Regions from separate parts of the Mus musculus genome. Here all the other regions are linked to region 1. Evidence: chromatin contacts called from public HiChIP or PLAC-seq data. All regions are on one chromosome and are shown on one strand. Each heading gives the region's core, a stretch centred on a gene start, on an enhancer-like site or on the middle of the called end of the contact. The rest is flanking DNA. Distances are from core to core; before and after follow the strand shown.

Region 1 (3,891 bases), core at 269-2,768:
CAGAGGTTCCGTGTGCAGTTAGCTGGCTCCAGAAGGCGGACCAGCCAGGCAGCTTGCAAGCAGTGTAACAAGACCATTAGAGGGTTATGCTGGAACAATACAGGATTCTTCTCTGGAGACCCAATCGGGGCTATTCTTTCCTTAATACGCTAAAGGCTGTTTTCTCTGGGCTACACTTAGCAGGTGGTGTAATAAAGGCTGCTTAACTCATTTCTCAAAACTGCCTCTCAAAGGCGCTGATGCCTTTGGACAACTTGATTGAAGTTTTGGCAAGTTGGAGTTTTCTGTTTGCCCACCTCTGAAGTCTACCATGCACCCACATCTGAGAGCTCTTGCAGTGTCCCCCAAACATCCACAGAACCCCAGACACAGTACAGGACACGCTAACCAATTTGTCCCACTTCATCTTTTTTTTTTTTCTTTAAAATACTAAAAACTTTTTTAGCATGTTGGTACTGGCATTGAGACTTAAAGTTGTTTCCTTAATTTAAATAGTTTTGGCACTCCCCCTAGAAGAAAAATTAGAAATTTTTCTAATAAATAAATTTTTATAAAATAAATTTAAAAATAAAAAACTAGAAGAAAAATTCTCTTTCCCTAACAAGAAAAGTATGCCCTAGTAAGAGTTTACTGGGGAGCCAGTCAGTGGTGGCGCACACCTTTAATCCCAGCACGGGAGGCAGAGGCAGGCAGATTTCTGAGTTTAAGGCCAGCCTGGTTTACAGAGTGAGTTCCAGGACAGTCAGGGATACACAGAGAGACCCTGTCTCAAAAAAAAAAAAAAAAAAAAAAAAGGTGGGGGGTGGTTACTGGGTAGGACATTTTGGAGGGCCACATTGATCAAAATTGTTTTTTAAGATTTATTTATGTGTATGCCTTAGCATATGTAGGTACCCCTGGAAGCCAGAAGAGGGCGTCAGATCCCCTTGATCTGGAATTCCGGGCAGTTGTGGTTTCATGTGGGTGCTAGAAACAGAACCCCAGTCCTCTGCAAGAGCAACAAGCAATGCTCTTTTGCTCACAACAACCAAGTCTGTCCCCATCAGAGGTACTGGAGTCTGATGGCTTAAGCCACCCCTAGGGAGAATGCAAGAAACTCTTCCAGGGAAGGCAGCATCCTAGAGCTGAAAGAACAAACCTCAATAAAGGATACAAATGGAAACAAGCTGCAAGCTAACGTCTAATAACCTTTACCTCGTCCACACCCAGCAGCCTGGGGCACCTACAGAGAGTCAGCCCAGCCAGATGGTAGGATCTGCAAGGGCGGAGGGCTTTGCAAAGGAAAGCCAGACCAGGGATAACCACCGTTCCTCTCCGAAGGCAGGAAGCCAGACTGTTTCAGTACCAACAGACTGATTCAAAGAAAGGAATGAGGAATGACGGCAGAATGACAGCAACAGTCCAAATTCTGGCTCAAGGTCAAAGGTCTTTTTTTAAACTAAAAGGCCCTACTAACAGAACAGGGTGTCTTGGTAAGCTTGGAAAGAATTCCGTACCACACCCAGAGGAAAGGGGGTGAGTCAGAGACAACAGGAAGCAAGCAGACTGTTTCACTGCGGTAGCCAGGCTAGACCTGGTGACTTCTGGAGCCGACCATCTTTAAAAATCGTGGGATTTTTATACCTCAAGGGAGTCCTGGGAAATTCTGAAAAGCTACTCTTAAATATTTTGAAAAGTGGTTACTCTGTTGCTTAAAGTAAGGCATAGCCCTACCAATTTTTCCAGACCCACCCTTTTCCCAGAGTTCAGGGACTCTGGAACTTGTGATGTTTAAGCAGCTGTAATGTTTTCAATACACTAGGGACATAGCAGCTCCAGCGGTGACGGAAAGAGCTGGTATTCTAGAATCCCTCTAAATGATATCATCCTAGTTTCTTAAGAAAATGGCTGGTGTCTGAACGATAAACCTACAAAAGCAACATGGACTTACAGCCTGGATCCTACTTGAACTTCCAGTTTCATGAACACATTTTGTTTTTTCCTTTACCTTTGCCATCAGTGAACCCCTCTAAAGACTTCATTCTAAACTGTGGGTGGCAACTCATGAATGGATCACAAACTCCATTTCACTTGTCTTGATCAGCAGTTTTATTTTTTAAATAAAACAGAACAGACTAAGAAAATATCACAATGTGCCACATATCACAAGAGCAAATACCGTTTAGTGGAACTTTCATTTCAGTCAAATACGTAAATCCATTTGTATGTCATGATATAAATATTGGCCACAGTTGCCTTAAAAAAACTAATGTTCCAGACCAGGGACACAACCGTGCGGGGAGATCAGGGTGACGAGAGACAGAGATGGGTGGCGATGATGAGTTTTAATGCCCCAGCCAACACCCACAGTCACATCCGGCTCCTCAGACCAACTTGATCTTTGAGACTAGACTTTTGTACAGTCAGGCAACACGCAGAAGCCCAAGGCTCCGTGGGCATCACTCCTGCAGAATGCTAGAGAGGAAGGCAAGGTGATTACATCTCATAGCCAAAGTTCTTTTTATTCTTAAATAACTTTAATCTACTCTGGTTTCCAACAGGCTCTAACCCCAGAGCCCCCGGGGCTCATTTCAAGAAACGTCTTCTCATGTGGGGGGTCAGCTAAACAGCAGCTGCTTCCCCTCGGTCATCTCTAATAAAGGACGTGTACAGCTAGGTACAGCTAGGTTTGCGCAGGCAGGAAAGGTGTGACAAGAACTGCTTTGGTGGCGTGAACTACGAGGTGTTTCTTCACTGGATTTTGGTGACGGCTTCATGGATGGAGGTAGCGACGTAATCTAGGTTCTTGGTGGTCAAGCCGCACATGTTGATCCGACCACTCGGCAGGAGATAGATATGCTTCTCGTTGACCAAATACTCGACCTGCTTGGCTGTAGAGAAGACAGGAGGGCAAGACACTGACTTAAGCAGTGGACACTCAGAGATCACCATCTTCCTTCTTCCTCCTTAACTCAGACTGGTGCAATCAACCAACAGGAAACTACTCACTAGATCCTGGAAAGATTTCTCAGTAATTCATGTTCAATTTTCAGGACGTTGACAATATGACTACAGCAGAGGGGCAGCTTTGAAGCCGGGATGACCTCCCAGCCAGACCTTGCACGTTAGATACCCCTCTCAACTGAGAGCAGCCATCAGACACAAGGGAAGTACCCTGATCGGGAAACCCTGATAGGTGCTCGACACCGGCTTTGGGGCTCCAGTCCTGAGCATCCAACAACCTCCAGTGAGCCTTTCATCTCAGAGTACATTTGACAGGAGCCCATCACAATGTACAGATAACCGGCATGTAAGTGAACCAACAGGCTCTGTGACCCTGTGACCCAGACCCCGTGACCTAGGGACCACCACATTCTAGCCTCTGGACCACTCATCCTTCAGCCTCCTAGGATGCATCAGGGATTCCATGGTTGCAGGAAAAAACCCCACACGTGAAAGCAGAAGGGGACAGAGGCCTGCATGTCCTCATCACTACAGTGATTTTGTTTCTCTGCAAAACTGTGATAGAACTCTAGCATATTTTTTGCTTAATTAGCCCATTAAAAATGAAGTAGAACAATAAAATCACACAAACTAGTGGGCAAGTGTGACATGCTAGGCAGTGTGCTATGCGCTTCAGTATTCTTGGTGATAACCTATCATGCCCATTTCACAGATGGGGCATAGGAAAAGTTCAACGCTCTCCTCTGCCTCCCGAGTGCTGAACGAAAGGCTGTGTACCACCATACCTGGCTCTGTACGTTTTCTTAAGGAAATGGGGGGAAGAGAAAAAAATAGAACAAACTCTATCATTAAAAAAAAAAAAATCAATGAATGAAGCTGGGCGGTGGTGGTGCATACCTTTAATCCCAGCACTTGGGAGGCAGAGGTAGGCAGATCTCTGAGTCTGAG
Region 2 (3,910 bases), core at 902-3,401, 200 kb after region 1:
GTGTCTTCCTTAATGTTTCATGTGCTCTTAATTCTGCCCAGGGAAAGCAGAATATCCTTTTTTTCCACAGAAAATTTTTCTGAATTATTTCCTGTGCTTTCAAAGCCCCACCAACTGCACGAGAAGGCTTGTATTCTTTTATAGGAAAATCATGTTTTTATATTTTTATATGAATTTCTCTTGAGGCTACAGGATTAAATGATGTTATAGTGTATTCATCATTTTCAACATGGCTTTCTTTCTTTCTTTCTTTCTTCCTTTCTTTCTCCCTTCTTCCTTTTTTCCTTTTTTTTTTGAATTGCTTCTTAGACATGTATCAAGGGACTTTGGACTCCAAGTAATAACTCAGATTGAGTTAAATAATAATAAGTACAAAAACCCCCTTACTTGTGCATATCACTTGATGTCCAGTGATAGAGAGGCCATGGCGCCTGCCACATTAGCCAGCAGGATGGATGTCCCTGCACTTCCCCATCTTGCTGTTTACAGGGTCAGCTTATTTAATGGCTGTAAAGTTGCAGCCAATAGCACCCAGGGCCACAGGTATCCTCATTCAGGTCCCATCAGGAGAGAAGCAGGCTCTGGTTGGCCCTTTCATAGTAAGGATGGAGGTGAACCTTGCCAGAATCCTCTAGCAAAACGTGCATTGCAGCTTTTTGTAGTCAGAATTGTGACCAATGCCTGTTCTACTTTTCATCGGTTCTGCCCCCAGAATTTCTCATCTCTTATTTTATGTTGTCGTTAAGAATCATGTTGAAAGCCATGATGTGCGGGCTCTGCTTGTCTGTTCAACCTTCCTTCCGCAAGAGCTCTCGTTTCACTTGTAGTTTAGAGTCTTTCTTTCCGGGAGAGAAAATACTGTTTGCGGCACTACAGAAAAAGAAATTTGCCAATTAAAATTACAAGTTTTACATCTCAGACCACAAGCTGAGTTTCTTTGCTGCTTAATGGGGTTTTCTTGGCAGACCTTAGCACGGCTTTCCATTGGCAGACAGCACGATCTGACTGGGTTCCATATGGATTAGCTCACATGGGTGAACTGTCAGAGGATGAGTGGCGAGCTGGACGGTGGAGGGGTAGATCAGGGTCTGGCTGGTTAGAGGTGAGCTGGGTGGTGAGTGGACAGGTACATTAGGGTCTGGCTGGTTAGAGGTGAGCTGGGTGGTGGGTGGATAGGTACATCAGGGTCTGGCTGGTTAGAGGTGAGCTGGGTGGTGGGTGGACAGGTACATTAGGGTCTGGCTGGTTAGAGGTGAGCTGGGTGGTGGGTGGACAGGTACATCAGGGTCTGGCTGGTTAGAGGTGAGCTGGGTGGTGGGTGGACAGGTACATTAGGGTCTGGCTGGTTAGAGGTGAGCTGGGTTGTGGGTGGACAGGTACATTAGGGTCTGGCTGGTTAGAGGTGAGCTGGGTGGTGGGTGGACAGGTACATTAGGGTCTGGCTGGTTAGAGGTGAGCTGGGTAGTGGGTGGACAGGTACATTAGGGTCTGGCTGGTTATGATGTTGGATCAGGGTGGGAATAGGAGCGGGAGGCAGGGATGGGTGGAATTGTTCCAGATTTCAACGTAAGGGTAGAGAAAAGGCTTAGAAGGTTTCAAAGGGAGGTGTGTTAGGATTTGCTCTTTTAAAAAGCTCAGTAGTGGTGGTGCACACCTTTGGTCCCAGCACTTGGGAGGCTGAGCAGGTAGATCTCTGAGTTCCAGGCCAGCCTGGTCTACAAAGTGAGTTTCAAGGCAGGCAGGGCTCTACTTGAAAGACAAGCAAGCAAGCAAGCAAGCAAGCAAACAAACACGCTCACGTTGATGGCCTTGTGGAGAATGAATTGGAAGGAAAGATGCAAGCAGAGAGACTTACTTGGGCGGAGAGAGGGGTAGCCTGAAGTTGGACGGCAGCAGCATAGATAAAGCAGAGTAAAGCCCCAAGTGGACGGTAGGCGGTATAGTGACCCACTGTGTCCGAAGCAACCAGATCCTATATCTAACTACTTGTTAGGTTGGTTTAATTGAAATGAGATCGCTGTGGAACTGTGGAGGACACACACTGTGCCCTGAAAGGACATTACTATAAGTCCTAACACCCTGAACCGACCCGCTCAAGCGATCAGCAGCCTCGTACCCCAGAGCTTATTGTTGTTTAATGGACAGCTGTGTACACACTGCTGCTAACAGCTGTGTGCTATAAGTTCCTCTTTGTGGCAGCCTCCACGAGGCGTCTAGGGGTCGAACATTCTCTGAGAACTTGCCATGGGTTCATAGGATTGTATTAGACACGGGGGTGGGGGGGGGGTACAAAGATGAACAGAACGTGGCTCCTGAACACAGAGTTCATAACCTCATTAGACGGCAGAGCCTAGTGAGTAATTGAGATAAGTCCTTTAGAATCAGGAACAGAGTTAATCATAAATGAATCATAAGAGAGCCATGAGTAAGGAACCAGATGTGCTCCTGTAAGCTCATGTTCTAAAAGTGCATGCACATTGTGATAAGATAGGACCTTTCATACTGCTTGCTTTTCTTCTTCCTTGTTCTCGTCCTCCTCTTCCTCTCCCGTCTCCATGTCTTCCTTTCTCTCTCCCTCCTCCTTGTCTTCCTTTCCCTCCTCCTCTTTCTCTCCATCCTCCTTGTGTTCTTCTACCCCCTCCTCTTCTTCCTCCTCTTCTCCCTCCTCCTTGTCTTCTTCCTCCTTTCTCTCCTCTTCCTCCTCCTCTCCCTCTTCCTTGTCTTCCTCTTCCTCCTCTCTCTCTTCTTCCTCCTCCTCCTCTCCTCCCTCCTCCTTGTCTTCCTTTCCCTCCTCCTCCTCTCTCATCTTACTGTTTTGTTTTTGCTTTTGCTTGCTCTATAGGCAAGGTTGACCTGAAAGTTGCAGTATTCCACCAGCCACTCCTTTCCTTTGCCAGTGTTTTAATTAGCATGGCTCTCACTTTTCACACAAAGCCAAAGATAACAGCAAATCAGAATGATGGCCACTGTGGGTTCAGGTTGTCGATAGACGCAGGTGCCCTAAAAGCAGTGGTAACTGGCATGGGGCGGTGAGGCCAAGGAGGAATTTATTAAAGGCAGCTGGAAACCAGGTGTTGTGTGGCATGCTTGTGTTCCAAGCCTAGGGAAGGAAGGCAGACTAGGCTACAGAGTAAGAGCCTGACTCAGAAATACTGGGAAAAAATACACTGAATAATGTAAAATTTCTACAGTATCTATCATGGGAACATATATATATATATACTGTTCCCTATATATATAGTAGTATATATATATATATATATATATATATATACACTAGGGAACAGTTCTTTCTATTTTCTTAAAACTTTTATTTATACAGTCTGATCACTTAGTTAATGGTGATCTTGAATAGTTGCTTTTAGCCTTTGTATCTTTAAATCACTAAGGGACTTGTAATAAATGGAGGTGACAAGGTCTCTCTGAAGTGCAGAGGCTTCTGATATGCAGCCTCGTTGAGAACACTCATTATGGTTCCTTGGGGTGGTATTGTGGTTTTAGGGTTAACTAGCCCTAATCCTTTGTTATGTGGGTAATCTTGGGGTGGTGTCTTAATTAGTTCTACAATCCAGTTTATATCAGTGCATAAAGTGGGAGTGAAAATTATTCCTTTTCCCTTTATTTTCCTTTTTTTCCCTCTCTTCTCCTCTCCCCTCCTCTCCCTCTCTTCCTTCCTTCTTTTGTTTCTTTTTCTTTTGGATTCGGCAGTGGTGGTGCACACCTTTAATTCCAGCACTTGGGAGGCAGAGACAGGTGGATTTCTGAGTTCAAGGCCAGCCTGGTCTACAGAGTGAGTTCCAGGACAGCCAGGGTTACACAGAGAAACCCTGTCTCGAAAATTCAAACCAAAAAAAAAAAAAAGACAGGGATTCTCTGTATAGCTCTGGCTATCCTGGAATTTGCTCTGTAG
Region 3 (4,204 bases), core at 523-3,022, 240 kb after region 1:
CTTCCTTACAGTAAGGCTTCCCGGAGTTCCATAGGTTAAGAACTCTGTTATATGGAGCTGAGGACATTGCTCTCAACTCATCCCTGAGGGTAGACTTCAAATGGGATCTCATTAGCCAAGTTTTCGCTGCATCTGTTTTAGTATTTAAAATACTTTTGGTTTTATGTTTAAGCCATTAGCTTAACTTTGCACAATTTTTTTCTTACCCACAACATTCCAATAATTACAATCTGAATGAAGGTACAAATGCATAATAGAGATATCTACCTCATTATGGAATAGGTGGCGATTCTTGGGAAGTTTCTAGACTGGGATTTGTATGTGACTTCATTTTAGCTGGACTAGGAATTAAGTAGGAACAGCATTGGCTGTTTCAGAGTCTCTTAAATCGGTCTCTTAGTTTATGTTTTACCCTCCGTCTTTGCTGTGGGGAAGGTAGACTTCTGCCAAACTCGTGAAGATTTTGCTGGCATTATAAAAATTAGTATGTTCAAAAATGAGGACTAAGAACCAAGTTTTGGCACCTTTGACTAACAATACAGAATAACAAATATTTTTGTAAACCATGATTGCAAAACAATGATTGAAATCAAATACTTTTAGGTAATGGTCTGTATGGTGGGTGGCTCTGTCCTTGACCTTCACCCTCCTCCTAACTTGGATGTGATCGAACTGGAAAAGCTGTTGTACCCTGCGTGGGTTCCTGTCCATTCCAGGCTTTCTGTTTTGGTGGGAGGCTTGTTAAGGTTCTATTTTAAGCCAGCTTTGTCTTGTTTTATATCCCCATCGGCTGTCTTTGAAGGGTTTCATATTTCCCCTTGGCCTAGTAGTTCATTATTTTTGTTTGTTAATACTATCATTAGAAGGACAGAGGAGAACCACACACCAGCAGACCATTTTCATTTCTGGAAATCGGAGCAATAAAAAGACTTTTTTTATATTGTAAAATGGAATTATTGCTCATGCTATAAGGGCTTCCAGTTTTTCAAATATGAACCAGGCCATTGCTTCCATGGCATGAAAACTTGAGTTGAAAATGTTCTGAGTCATAGGCTGTTTAACCATGCCTGCATGTCAGACAAGCTTGAAGATGTGTCTATTCCTGAGCCTCTCCTTAAAGCAGGACAATTACTACCAGACCCCTGACTCCCACCCCCACCCCCAGGCTGCTAGTCCGTTTACTGTAACCAAACACTTGAGATCGTTTATACAGAGAACGGGTTGTTCTGGCTCACAGCTGTAGATGGTCAACTCAGTAGTCAAGTGTCCCTCTGCTCTGAGCCCGCAGTGAAGTGTACGTTGCAGCAGGCATGTGACGCAGAGTGGATGCTTAGCTCATGACCAGGATGCAAGAAAGGATGGAGTTGGGAGTCTCACTCATCCTCCAATGATGTGAAGACCTTCTAGGAAGCTTGGCCACGAGGGTCCCACCATTCCCAACGATGCCACCATGAGGACCAAGCCTTTAACAGATGGCCCTTGGAGGACATTCTCAATCTGAGCTACCGCACAGTTTGAAGGGGGTCCTGGTGAGTCCAGCCTGATTTCGGCTCTGCCCCTTTACTCAAGCCCGCCTCTGCCAGCAGGGATCCCGGGCCCTCCAACCGGTCAGGTTTCTGTTCAAGTTCTCCTTCCACGCTGTCCCACACTGTCCGTTTAGTTGAAGCTGGAGTATACACTACATCTCCTCCAGGATTTCTACCTTTAGCACGGTCTCTGCAGTGGCTACGGCTCCTTCCACTGTGACCCATGACCTTAAGGACAAAGGCTTTGGGACCGCCCTGCTTCCGGTGGCTGAGGCGGCTCTTTTTACATGCTTTACGTTAAGAATTTTGTCAGCCAGGCGGTGGAAAAACGAATTTTTGTGGAATTCTTAAATTTCATGGAATAGTTCTTAATATTCTGATAGATGTGGAGCTCTAGAAAATGTGCAGCGTCTTATGTGGCTCTGTGTGGCATATGCCCACATAGAACCCCCCATTCACCCCAAGACCAGGAGGGCTGCAGGTAAACTGCTATTCTAAACTCCTGATTATCAGAGCTGGTCTTTGCAACCAACTTCACTTCAGGCAGTCTCACTGACCCTGCCGCAGGAAACCAGATCTCAGTGCAGGTTAAAGACGCAAACCTGAGCCAGTGAGACAGCTCAGCGGTACAAAGCAATCGCCACACAAAGACAGAAGGAGAGAACCAACTCGCAGGAGTTGTCCCCTTTTCTCTGCATGCACGTGCATGTACAATGCATATCCCCTGTCATGTACATGCACACACAATAATAAGTAAATTCTTAGAAAAATTAAATGATGTCATAAGAGTTAATGGCCTAATCAATCCCAAACAAAAATCCTGGGTTAGCTGACTGAAAATACATGTTTTAATTACCTTTATTTATAAATTAAAAACAATTGACAGAATTGTGGACAGACTGTTGAAAACATTAAAAGAAATTATTTAATCCTTTAAGTGTGCAATGGATTTTTCTGAAATAGACATTTGGGGCATAAATCAATAATTGTATTAGGGTGTATTTAGGGTGTGTGTGTGTGTGTGTGTGTGTGTGTATGTATGTGTATATATATATATATATATATATATATACCATAAAGCAGTTAAACAGCTAAATATTGGATCTGTTCCGAACATGCTTAACTGTAGTACAAACAAACAAACAAACAAAAACCTGCAGCAAAATATCTGAGACTTGAGCTGACTCCAGTTGCCATGTGCTTGGGGTGACTATAAACCGGTTCCGAGTGGTCTCTGGCTGGACCCTCCAGCCCTGTGCTGATTGCTTCTAACTGAAGAGTGCGGATTTGGAGTTGGGAAGCAGAGGGTGTGCAAGCTGCCCTGGTCCCCTTCTTGGAAGGCTCCTGTCTAGCGGAGTTTCTACCCTGCTGACACAGGCCCAACAGGTTAAATGAGGCACGGTAGGTGCGGTAGCGATTCGGAGGGAATGGGAACAAGCTGGCAGAACTTCAACCCAGCCCAGTCCTGTTCAGAGGCCTTGTGATCGCTTAGGTCTAGGATGAGTCTTGTTCTGAGGTTGAGGGAACCTCTTTTGTGCAATAACACAAGCCCAGCAGGGCCTGGGACTTGAGGAGTGAAACACATGTGCGTTTGTTTTTGCTAAGACTAGCTAAGAACAGTATCCTTTAGGATACACCGAGACTCACAGAATAATTATTAGAGTTAAAAAAAAAAACCTGATCATCTTGTTCAGAAACTGCAAATGTGCAACCTCAGGTCAGACATGTTAAGCCTCCATATATTTTTTAAAACTTGAAATTGTCAACATTTAATTTTAATAATATACACTCCAGGGCTGGAGAGATGGCTTAGCTGTTAAAAGTGCCTGCTGCTCTTCCAGAGGACCCGTGTTTGGTTACTAGCACCCGTATCAGGCATATTAAAATCACCTTTAAGTCCAGCTCCAGGGACCCAGCACCTTCCCTGGCCTCCATGGGCACCCGTACACACATGGCATATATTAACACAAACACACATATGCATAAAAGAATATTCACTTCACAAACCTAGCTAGTTAGCTGCTTATCAAAACCAGAAAATATGACAATTTTAGACCTTGGTAACAAACTAACATGCAGTCACCAGCCAACTGGTCGAGTAGCTCCACAGGGGCACGTGTTCCTGAATCTGTCACTGTCACCAGAAGCCTGACTAGTGGGCAGGACATAGAAACCAAGATCTAAGAAGTCAGCCCGCCTCTTATGAAGCAGCAAATGGCAGATCCTTGTTTATGTAGCAGAGTTTTAAAGGAAACCTCTGGTATAAGCACACCTTAGTAATGTTCGTGGTCCAGTGCCCATCTCAGAACAGTTCTGAATGACTTGACCAATTTGGAAACCATGTGGCATGTCAATACCACCGTCTTAGAAAAGGCTAAGTTCTTGTGTTTGGTGATGAGTTTCCAAGGCAGTTCCAGTCCTAGGAAATGATCCTCTGAGAATTATTTAGGGACTCTTCGGAGTTCATTCATGAGCCAAAGGGCACCACTGAGCAGAGCCAAGGAGCCTGACTGGTGTGTGGCAGCCAGCGGAGTGGGGACGTACATAAGCAGAGTGCTAATGCCCAGGGCCACCTGTGGTAGAAGAAAGAAGAAAAGAAGTCATCTTGAAAGTGACTGCACACACCGCCACGGTGTCTCTCAGACATTACAAATGCATGTACCCCATGTCAGAAGCAA

What was found. HiChIP or PLAC-seq counts read pairs in DNA pulled down with a chosen protein or histone mark.
Region 2: an HNF4G HiChIP or PLAC-seq map of pancreatic cancer cells shows a contact between it and region 1. The contact joins two enhancer-like sites. A contact is called at or near these places in 1 of 15 datasets of contacts at CTCF or cohesin (the NIH/3T3 cell line), 1 of 484 Hi-C or Micro-C datasets (embryonic stem cells), 5 of 115 datasets of contacts at active chromatin or transcription factors (embryonic basal ganglia, embryonic forebrain, embryonic midbrain and 2 more) and 4 of 9 other capture datasets (adipose tissue, embryonic stem cells, liver and 1 more).
Region 3: a contact with region 1 is called in an H3K27ac HiChIP or PLAC-seq map of embryonic stem cells, with 5 read pairs. The contact joins two enhancer-like sites. A contact is called at or near these places in 3 of 39 promoter capture datasets (the C10 cell line, liver and stem cell-derived epiblast-like cells), 1 of 15 datasets of contacts at CTCF or cohesin (the NIH/3T3 cell line), 2 of 484 Hi-C or Micro-C datasets (embryonic fibroblasts and embryonic stem cells), 2 of 115 datasets of contacts at active chromatin or transcription factors (embryonic stem cells and large pre-B cells) and 3 of 9 other capture datasets (adipose tissue, liver and pancreatic islet).

The regions. Positions count from the first base shown.
Region 1 is chr19:43,497,688-43,501,578 of GRCm38.p6, forward strand. Got1 (glutamic-oxaloacetic transaminase 1, soluble) reads right to left here. Exons shown (of 9, transcript NM_010324.2): 9 at 2,065-2,870. The coding sequence ends at 2,731. Among named protein-coding and RNA genes, the nearest start is that of Got1, 25 kb to the right of the region's middle. Within about 2 kb of position 1,519, at least 88 of the 459 cell types and tissues checked have an H3K27ac peak or open chromatin away from gene starts, as enhancers often do. A contact at or near this core is called in embryonic stem cells and pancreatic cancer cells, where this site is marked.
Region 2 is chr19:43,693,455-43,697,364 of GRCm38.p6, forward strand. The region is part of intron 3 of Entpd7 (ectonucleoside triphosphate diphosphohydrolase 7); the gene reads left to right. Among named protein-coding and RNA genes, the nearest start is that of Entpd7, 5.7 kb to the left of the region's middle. Within about 2 kb of position 2,152, at least 52 of the 459 cell types and tissues checked have an H3K27ac peak or open chromatin away from gene starts, as enhancers often do. A contact at or near this core is called in pancreatic cancer cells, where this site is marked.
Region 3 is chr19:43,732,754-43,736,957 of GRCm38.p6, forward strand. It overlaps Entpd7 (ectonucleoside triphosphate diphosphohydrolase 7), which reads left to right. Exons shown (of 13, transcript NM_053103.5): 13 at 1-1,100. Cox15 (cytochrome c oxidase assembly protein 15) reads right to left here. Exons shown (of 9, transcript NM_144874.4): 9 at 501-4,099. The coding sequence ends at 3,968. Among named protein-coding and RNA genes, the nearest start is that of Cox15, 18 kb to the right of the region's middle. Within about 2 kb of position 1,773, at least 4 of the 459 cell types and tissues checked have an H3K27ac peak or open chromatin away from gene starts, as enhancers often do. A contact at or near this core is called in embryonic stem cells, where this site is marked.